Regions from separate parts of the Arachis hypogaea genome. Here region 2 is linked to region 1. The links are chromatin contacts, called in public Hi-C maps. All regions are on one chromosome and are shown on one strand. Each heading gives the region's core, a stretch centred on a gene start, on an enhancer-like site or on the middle of the called end of the contact. The rest is flanking DNA. Distances are from core to core; before and after follow the strand shown.

Region 1 (5,462 bases), core at 713-3,212:
ACCCTCAAAAAGAACAGCTGCAGTAATGGCCAATAGTTTTTCAAATGTTTCATCCAATTAGTATCAACATAAGATTTACCTGCTCTCCTTCAGTGAAACTAGATCCTTAAACAATTGAAGTTCCGTGGAGTACAATTCTGACAGCAGCTCTTGCTTTTGTGCAGCATTTGATAACTCATAAGCATGCTCAACAACTGCATAGCATGAAGTGGCACATAGATATATAAGGAGAATTAATTTTGGCTAAATGTCGAAACATTCATATGATCATATCATATCATTGCATTTGAATTGCACAGGGTACAAAATGTTAACAGGTGACAATCCTTATCATGCTTTAAAATTAATACAAAGCCATGAAAATAATATTTTTGGATCTTTTTTATTTTTTTTTTCCCATCTGATTTATTCACACGCGAAGCAAGCTAGATTCAAACTAAGCTTCGTGTGAATATACTGCTAGACATACAACACAAGGAAAAAAGGCAAAAACCATTCCACTTGTTAAAACTTTGAATCTGAAACATGAGGTAAACCATGAACAACTGCAAAACACTGATACATACCAACTGACCCAACCATGTGGCGAAGAAGAGGAGCAACATGACCACGAAGAGTGGAGATAAAGCCTGCTAGTTGTTTCTTGGAGGCTGAAAATGTGGAAGGATCACGGATAAGGAAAAAAGTAACATATCACTAGAAACATATTTCAGGTTGACTATTACCATTATCCAGCATCTTCTTTACTAAGTGAACAGAATACGCATTGTACGCTAGGGATAGAAAATGTGGCCTAAGTTCCTCGAACACTGCATCTCTTTCAGCTTGTGAGCAATGCTTGACACAAGTCTACAATTAAAGAGAGAAATAATTGAAGATATTAAAACTGCCAGCTACTCTGAAAGAATGTGAAACCAATTTTTCCTTTACCCTTAAATAGAGATAGAAATTCAGCAAGTTAGCAACATTATATACCTGAAGAACCCGAGAAGAAATGTGAGACCCTGCAATTTCAGGAATTTTCCCCTTCATCTTTTGCAGAGCTTCTGTCACCAGCCTTGAGTTATACAAAATTCCAAAGTAAAACATGAGCAAGAGAAAGAAAACAAAGATAAGGAATTTCATTACTGAAAATCTTTCCTAAATATACATACTTGGCTCTATCCTCTTTGGCAACCTCATGACGCCTCATCTTTTCCCATAGGCGTGCAAGCTCCTGTTTACGATTATTTATTTAATTAACCATAATATCCCAAAGCTGTAAAGATTTTAACTAAACATATCAACAGAATCCAAAGCTTAAAGTTAAATCCCAAATATGAATAAATAAATACACGATGAATGAGCATAAGTACTCACTTGCTCAAGAGTGAAATGGCGCTTCCTCTTCTTTTTCCTAGCCTCCGCAAGTTCCTGAAATCAAACAACAAAATGTTCCACCGATTCAATAACAAAACACAGATTCAAATGCATTTGAAAGCAAATTGGTAACGTTTTAAGACCTTAGCATGAAGACGACGTTCTCGACCTGTAAGGGGAGCCTTCTTGGTCTTGTCTTTAGGAACGGCGTCTGGTTTGCGTGTTTTGAGGGATTTGAAGGGTTTCTTAGAGGCAGAGAGTTTAGGAGCCTTAGAAGGGGATTCATGTGATGCTTCGGCGTTAGAGCCCGAAGCTGGAATCCGCTTCCTCTTCTTGGTGCTTCCATCGTCCTGCTTCTTCGGCGCCATTGAAACTCAATCTCTGAGCCCTGAAGTTGAGTTTAGTTGGAAGAAGAGAGGGGCTCTGTTACGCAGAGCATGAAGCTGGGGTTTTCGACTCCTACCACTAGGGTTTATCTAAGTACCAACAATTACTCATAACAAATAAAAAATCACAACAAAAATATTAAAATTAAATACTGATAAAAGGTATTTCTATTTTATTTGTTCTGCAAATGCAATGAATCAAATGAAAATGATTATGTAATTTGATCCCTTTTTCTAAATAAAATATAAACTGAGAATTTTTTTTCCCTTGATACATTTCAGACTTGTATAAAAAAAAAATTTAAAATTCTGGATCTTGTTTTATCTATAAATTTTAACAAAAATTAATCTAACTTAGAATTTATTTATTTTTTGTTTTTTTCAAAATTTTGTGAATTAAAGAAAAAAAAAGAGTAAAAACAAAAAATATAATTTTATTTTTTTGGTTTTTTTTCTATTTTTTGGGTTTTATTTTTTTACAAATTTAAGAAAGTAAAACAAAATAAAAAGACAACCCAAACATTTTGGAGTCCAATTACATTAAAAGGCCCAAAACAAACTAGGCCCAAAATAACTTAGCCCAACAATAGATGACGAAACTGTACTTGGACTTCTTTTCCATATAATTGAAAATGTATAAGATTATCTGTGGTCCACATTGCCTAATCTTCTTGGGCATGCATGTCTCTGACAAAAACTTTAAAAATAAAGATAGAATTGATTCATGCCAATATGCCATGGTGGTACGATTCTAACAAAGTTGGGTTGCACTTTCCACTAGCATCGACTAGTCCAACAACATTTGGTGCACGCATGATAAGTCCCGGGAATCGGAAATTTAAATTTGGATGTGAAGTCCACGTTGCTGTGTCTCTCAATTCTGAGGAGTAATTAGCGGCAGTGAAAACTGAAAAGAAAGTTCATTGCAGGATGAATCAAACAAAAAACATTCCATTACAATTATTTGTTGTTGTTACTTTTAGGCATGGTAGATTTTGGCGTGATCCGCGGCATATATATCTTGTATTATTTTTGTGGTCATGCATAGTAGGGGCTATAAATTTCGGATTGATACTGAAATGTTGTGGGGTTAGAATTAGAAACCACAATATGTCTATTTATAAAAATATTATTTACACACTAAAATCAGTCATTATATATTTGTGTATAAATATATGTATAGTACTATAGTTTAACTCATTTTTAATGTGTATTCTACCTTAATAATTAAACTTAGTAACTGATTTTAGTGTACACATAAAGTGGTTGTCTATTTAATATATGTTTTATATCGCATGCATGCAGAGTGCAGAATCGTGTGAATTTAGCAGCAAGTGTTTTTTAGTTATTTTTGGTACGTACATTGAACCACAAAATCTTTATTTTGTGTTTGTGTTTGTGGTCCTGTGACGGTGTGACCACTAAGGTGTACATTTAATTTAATGCTTAATGTTTTGCTTGCTTAGGAGCGCTAGTCAAATAAGTATATATATAACTGGCGAGGCTCAAACTCAAGATAACTTAGTCCTCCCCATCCACCATTATTGGTGAAGCAAATATTGGTCCACCTCACTATCTAATATCTATCCATTGACCGTAACATGTGTCATGTTTTATCATCAACTGAGCATAGTAATTAGTTCTATTACCCCCACCTTGTGCACCAAAAAGAATTTCTTAAATATTTCAAGAATAAATAAGAGTTTTTATTCTGTTGCATTCACAGTTTGATACCCAAAAAAAAAGTAATTTTTTAAAATTTGAAAATTTAAGTTTGAACATATTATTATTCTCTTTGCCTAAGAACAAGAAGAGTTTCCCTTTTGAGTTTTCACAGTTTGCTCCCTATGTCGTTTGTACAAACACACGAAGTAGGAACATGTGGGTTGCTGGCAATGTGAAAGCACGTAATATATATAGTTAGCATGTGGTTTGAACAGGATGGGAGTACCACCCCACCTTTTTGGCTTCTTGTATGCTCGTCTTTATTATGGTATTGGGCTGTTGCCTGAATATGGTTTAACAATCATAGCATGCCATGTGGATAATAAAAAATTAACATTATATTTAGGGATGGCAGAAAAAACTCGAATTCACAGGGATTCGCAGAAAAAATTCGCAACGGGAAACAGAATGGAAATTCGCGAAATTTCCACAGGGACCGTCCCCATGAATAAACGAGAATAGAAGTGGAGATTGAGTTATCCATCCTATGGGGACCGGTTAAATTCCAACTAGTGTGAAATTATTAAAATATCATTTATATATATATATATACACTAATTATTTAAATTTGTATTATTATAGGAAGGAGTACTATTATTGAATTATCATCGTCAATCAAAATTTGTTATATTACTATGTTAAAAATTTTTTTATTTTATTTTATTTTAATTTGTATGTGGGAGATTTTGAGTTTATGTTATTATGTTGAATGTGTTTGAATTGTTTTTAATTTGATACATTTTAGTTAAATTATAAATTGTAGTTTTTTTTTTCATTTTTAAAATTTAATATTCACGGATACCTACAGATATCTGCCTATCCCACGGAAAAAAATAAATGGAGCCCTTGATAGAAATGGAGCGGGGACGAAAGGCAATTTTCTAAACGGGGACGGGGAATAGAGAGAGGGTTCCCGCCCCATGGATACGCATTATCATCCCTAATTATATTCAACCTAATTCCACCAGGTAGACAACGAGGGTGTGAACAATATAAATAACGGGCTGCATCCTGAGGCCTAATAACCATGAAAAAAACATCCCAACCTGATTACTCATTTTTATTCCGAATTTCACTTTTATCTTTCACCGTTTCCATTACCTATTTCCACTTTCACCTACCCTAAACCCTATTTTTACCGCAGTAATTCCACTGTCGCCTTCCTTGTCACGTTGCTTACCATCGCTAGCAACAAAGCTTCTCAGCGCCGCCCTCACCCACTGCAACGAAGCCAGCTTCTCCTTTTCTATTATGCTGCTGCCCCAACCCTCTGCCTCTGTGCTCCCTGCAACCGACGCTGCCGTTACACTTTCTTCTTCCCTGCATCACGCCGCCCCTACTCTCGACGTTGCCGCTGCACCTTCTTCTCCTATACGTGTCGCCACCCTTGTTCTCCTTACAAGCGATGCTGTCGCTACGCGCCTTCTTCTCCCCTTCGCCGTGCCGCAACCGTGCTCTCCATAAGCAATACCGTCGTACGTCCTCTTCTCTCCTGCGTCATGTCGCGTGTTCTGAACGAAGAAGCTGGTCCTCTTCTCTCCTACGTTCGGTCCTCGTCTGCCTATGGTGATAATGAATGTTTCTTTTCATGTTATTGGACTTTTTTTTTTAATAATGGATTGGATGTTTCTTTTATTTTAGATGGATATTTCTTTTATTTTAAGTGAATGTTTCTTTTTTTTTTTTAAATAAATGTTTCTTGAATTTGATGTGGATGTTTATTTTTAGATGGATGTTTTTTTAGGAGCGCGATGCAAGGGCGGGGCGCAGCGTGGTGGAGGACGACAACGCGAGGGAGGAAGAGGCGACGACGGCACTGAGGAGGGAAGAAGAAGGTGGAAGCGCAACGGATGGCTATGCTGTTTTTTATTATGATTATTAAAAATCTTATTTTTAAAATCAATTTAACATTTCTTTTTTAACCTGTTGTTTACATTGTTTAGCATAAGCGTTGTCTCATTATACTTTCTCTATTCAACCCCATCATCGTCA
Region 2 (5,151 bases), core at 1,333-3,832, 150 kb after region 1:
GCAAAGATATAATTTTTTCTTACCTTGTTTTTTATTTCAAAAACAGAAGCTGCCCAGCTCCTGCCTAATATACTGTGTTGTCCATTAATTGAACAGTTATTTTTCCGGAAGGCTATACATAAACTTTAGGATCACTTGTTTTCCTAAAATAGTACAGAAGGGTTTGTGCCTCTTTAAGTATTTCAGGAAAAGAGTAGGCATTGAAATTTATACGTTCTTCATTTGAGGATGGTCTACTTTTGTAGTTCTGTTCTTCACAGGATGTCAAGTCTTTTTAACCAAGATTTTCTTCTTTTTTGTGGCTTGTCTAGATCATAGGGTAAAGAGCCAAAGTCTATGTAAAAGAACTTATTTCACTTATTGTTGTCTAGCATATGCGATACATGTTGATTCCCAGTATACAAATCCTTGTGTTAAGATCAGATGTTACACTAACAAGCTGCTTCTTCCTAATGTTTGTCGTTTAATGTTGGATAGAAGGTTAACCGCAAATTAAAAGCTGAATTTGAAACGGGCGATGTACAAAGTAATGTATTGTAAAATGGCAAATTGGCAACTATTTGGGTTGGGACTCGAAATTGTCACTCATCTAAGAATCCATGCTTGTTTGCGGATATTTCATTCACAATGGCCATTGGCCAAGAGGAAGCAGCACAGGTGACAATCAAAAATCAAAATACTATTAATTGCATTTATATGAACAATTGCCGATAAGTCTAGTTACATTATGGACACATTCAATCCTTCTGCTACATATTCACTCTATCAATGAGCATAAACCCCCTCCCTCAATAACGTCAGAACTAGCTACAATTTCATTGGTAAGTTATTATCAAGAATAGCAGACATCAGTAACCTCTGAACGAACTCAAACCTTGGATCTTTCTCTGCTAGATGGTTGTCCAATGGTTGCAACGGTTCAGGTTCCCTGAACAGCATAAGGAAAGAAACAGCTGTGAAGGACGATCTTGACAGTAAGACTAAACATTGTCATATCAACCTGAGATTCCAAGCACGAAAATCCTTTGATCAAACATAAAATACCGACATTCCTACCTTTCCAAGAAATCGTCTTCTAAACTTTGCATTTCGATAGCTTCCAATGGAGAAGGTTGTACTTGTGCACTGCATTGTTCGTCAGCTAAAACTCGGGTGGAAATAAATGATGAGAGCAAAGGATCAAGCTCAGAGGGAGCTATGCATGAAAAATCTCTTAATAGGTGTTTCCGTATTTCTTCATCCAGTTCTTGTCTCGATGTAGGATTCGGGCCTCCAGTTCTGTACCTTCTTTTGCGCTGCACGTAATTTCTGGTCAAGGAGAAACTTGTAAAAACCACACCAATTATCCATCACATCTAGCAAGAAAAAGAATAGTAGTTGGAATGAAATATACCATATCAAAATATATCCCCGGATTAATGTGGCTGGTGCAATTAAATAAGAGTGGATCCAATTCAGCAGCAGGTGAAAACTAAAAATAACCAAAAAATGGAAAGAATCCCAGCTTCTAAAGGATATTTTCAGAAGATCTCCATGTTCTTTAGCAATATGACCGACAAGTTCCATCCCAAACGAGTCTTCACAAATTGGACAGTCCTGAAAACATAAGCTGTGAAATTTCAACGAGGAACATGAATGTGACTACCCTAAATTACCTAGACAATAATAATGATCCCAACTTAAGTGGATAAACATGATTAAAAACGAATCCAATTTGCATGGACCGATGACATAATTATTTCATATGGAAACTTTTTCAAAAATAAGTTGATTGATGTAATCTAAAAAATTAACAGTTATAAACAATTCATTTCCGTTTTGATTATCACAGTCAAAACTCCTACCTACAAATGCTACAGTTCCATACTTCCACTCCATTCGTAATTAAAAGACCGCCATAGCAATTCATAAAAGAAGAAAGTAAAAAACGCTAAAGAACTGGAAGGAACATCAAAGTTTCAGAATAACACCATGATCATTATTAAAACAAGAAACAACAAATTGAAAAGGAGCTGCACACGTACAAGAAATTATTATGATTACAAAAATAACAATAATAACGGCAAAGGACATCGGAATTAGAACTGAAAGAAAGAAAGAAAGAAAGAAAGAGAAGAGAAGAGAAGAGAAAGAAGTGAATACCCCATTGGTGAGATGCCGGGGATGCTGATCATGAATGTGGTAGCTAAGTGCATCGGCGTCGTGAATTTCGCCGCAAAAAGGGCACATAAACTCCTGCTTCGGCCTCAAATCATCATCCACCGATTTCTCACCGAGGACCAGATCTGCGAGCAGATCTGCAACACAATGCGATCATTGACTGATACAATGAAGAAACGACGAAAACAAAAGAAGGAAAAAGAGCTAAGAAAGAAGAGAGAACCGGCAAGAGATTGAACATCAGTGCTGCTGAAAGTAAAGGAAGGATCGGGTTCCATTCTTGAATTCTATTCAGTTCAGTTCAGTGTTCAGACACACTGGTAAGTAAAACCCTAACTACCTCAGCGAAGAGAAGAGAATGCAGAACGCCACGTGTCTCTCACATTTCCGAATCACACTTGAGAATTCTTAACTAACTGCCTCTCAGGCTCTTACCGTTCAGCTTGAGGAGACACCCGCCAATTTTCCCAGGAAAATATTTTGAATACTTATAATTTGAATGGCATATTTTCCAATAAGCTCTCGTAGCTCAGTTGGTTAGAGCACCCGTTTAGTAAGCGGGAGGTCTTGAGTTCGACTCTCAACGAGAGCAAGTTTTCAAATTTTTAATAGGCCTCTGTTGAGGTCCTTCATTGGTCTTTTTTTTTTTTTTTTTTTGGCAATCAAAGGACCCAGCCCAATATCCTTTGTGAGGTCCAAAAAAGAAACGAACAAAGCTGTTGAGATAGTGCATGTGACCTTTTACATTTACCGATTTACCCTTTGCAAGACATGGTCCAATTATTTTGGCTTGCTTTCTTCCTTTTCGTTTTTGGACTTTCATTTCATCAATCATATTATCATGAGGAGATAGAATTGAACCCTATGATTGTTCCTCCTGGATTGACACATATAGAAGGATGATGTAATATTCGTTAGCTAAAAGGATATGTTATTCTAATCATGATGAGGGAAAAGCAAATGTGGACATTAATATAACAAACGTCAAAGAATAAATTTCAAAGATAAAAGTGAGCGACAATTACAGCATAAATCCATTTTCATTTTCTTTCGTTATCTTCAAATCCAAAAGATAATGGTAGCACAAGAAGGTAAGCAAGGATGAATAACAAACATGTCAGGCGATGGTTATGGTTTGCACCACGTGCACTGGATCATCAATACGTGTTGTACGAAAAGCGCTAACACACTGCAAGCTACTTGTTCACTTTGAGATGCTACGTACTTAGCTAGCTTTATGGGAAAAAAAAATGTTGCCGATTCATGATCTTGATTTATGTATATCAAATTAAATTATATGAAATTAGAACCAAATTGGGTTGATCTAGTGGTTAGCTCACTAACCCGTTTAAGTAAGTGTCGCGGGTTCGCAACAGATTAATCTTTAGAACAAAATAAAAATATCATCATCTAAATAAAATAAATTAAATAATATATATTTATACACAAATATATTATAATTAATTTTTTTATATATACAGCAAAATGCGAAACCAATCTCCCCGGGGCGCATAGTTGCTGCTGAATTGAATGTTCTTCTTGATTAATTTATAGATATGCTATAGAGGGTATGAAAGATAACAATAATGAGTTACATGTAATAATACTGCTTCTATAAAAAATTTAAACAGATAGAAATAAACAATGACTAATTATGCCTGTAACAAAGAAAACCAAGCTTAGTAAAGTGGACAACCTTAGCTTTTATGAAGAATTGAAGATGCAACTTTGTCGGTGGACTAATATGTTTGCCTTATTAGACGACTCATAGTTGTATAGATAGGCGTCACGTTTTTGGTGTTGAAGAACCATTTAGTCATGACTATTCTTATTTGCTAATTAAAAAAGAGAAGAATACTTACATAGGGGTTTATTTAATTTAGGGACTGGGGGGGTTCAAATAATTCAAAGGACCACCACCACATGCATGTTTACCTTGTTAGCTTTGTATTGTGAATTTTAAGAGCAAGCACCACTCACAGAATCATTATTATTGTGTGTTTGATTCGTACAAATGAAACGTTGGCATCACACATGTCAACTCATGAATAATGACGAAGGAAACCATCTCCTTTCTTGTCAACGAGACCTTTCCTCTTTTCTTAATTAGTTAGCCTCCCACTTCAACTCTTTTGACCCGTCTCCATACACACACATGACCAATAGAGAGTTAACAAAAATTATTATTTTTGTCTAATAATAAGTTCATAATATTTAAAAATATAAATATATAATTAAGTTATTAAACTAAAAAATTAAATTGATAATTAAAAATATTATTTAAAAATAATAAATTTTATTGGCTCCTAAAAATTTATATATATAACATTATTTTTATAAAATAATCTCTAAATTATAGAAGAAAATTAAGGTATGTGTATGCATATGCATATTAGAAAGAGGATTACTGTTAAAATATTATTATTATATTCAATAATATGATGTCATAATTGTATTTTTATTCTCTTATAAAAGGGTAATACAAAAAAAAGTGTAAATATGCTACGCTTTTTAAATGTAGCTTAAAAAAAGTATTGTTGAATGGGTATTTTTATTTAGTGTGTGTACTTTTTTTTAGGGGTTGGTTAGATTTTAAGTCGAGTCCACAAAATAATATATATATACTAGCTTATTTAAAAAAAAAAAACATTCGTTATTAAGCAACATAAAATAAGGATAGAATAAAGATAGAATAAGGACTAACATTTTTCCTCACAAATTAGTAGCAACATAAAATAAGTGAAGAAATTCTATCATTTATTAAGCAGTCATTAATTCCTCACTAAATAAACTTTTGATTAGTGACTCAATTGCGACCAATTACTTCTAACATTTTCTCAGTTAGCATTGGATTTGTTATAACTCTGCGACAGATTTCCAACGAGATTTGCGAGTAATTTGCTACAAAATAGGTAGGATATAGCTTTTGCTTTGCGACAATATTGCAGTTGGCAAGTCTCTCGCTAAATTAAACTTGCGACAACTTAGCGA

Evidence for each region. Hi-C and Micro-C count contacts between places; a contact is called where the count stands out from the background.
Region 2: a Hi-C map of leaf shows a contact between it and region 1, with 9 times the contacts expected there. The contact joins the promoter of LOC112723129 here to the promoter of LOC112723119 in region 1. A contact is called at or near these places in 2 of 8 Hi-C or Micro-C datasets (both in leaf).

What each region holds. Positions count from the first base shown.
Region 1 is chr11:142,166,315-142,171,776 of arahy.Tifrunner.gnm2.J5K5, forward strand. It overlaps LOC112723119 (pumilio homolog 24), which reads right to left and starts at 1,963. Exons shown (of 17, transcript XM_025774360.3): 1 at 1,503-1,963; 2 at 1,360-1,413; 3 at 1,155-1,216; 4 at 976-1,057; 5 at 726-849; 6 at 567-650; 7 at 80-194. The coding sequence starts at 1,727.
Region 2 is chr11:142,313,496-142,318,646 of arahy.Tifrunner.gnm2.J5K5, forward strand. It overlaps LOC112723129 (protein DEHYDRATION-INDUCED 19), which reads right to left and starts at 2,583. Exons shown (of 5, transcript XR_003163032.3): 1 at 2,384-2,583; 2 at 2,143-2,297; 3 at 1,394-1,596; 4 at 1,057-1,308; 5 at 665-928. TRNAT-AGU (transfer RNA threonine (anticodon AGU)) reads left to right here and starts at 2,679; the gene lies at 2,679-2,752. LOC112723128 reads left to right here. Exons shown (of 6, transcript XM_025774371.3): 6 at 1-405.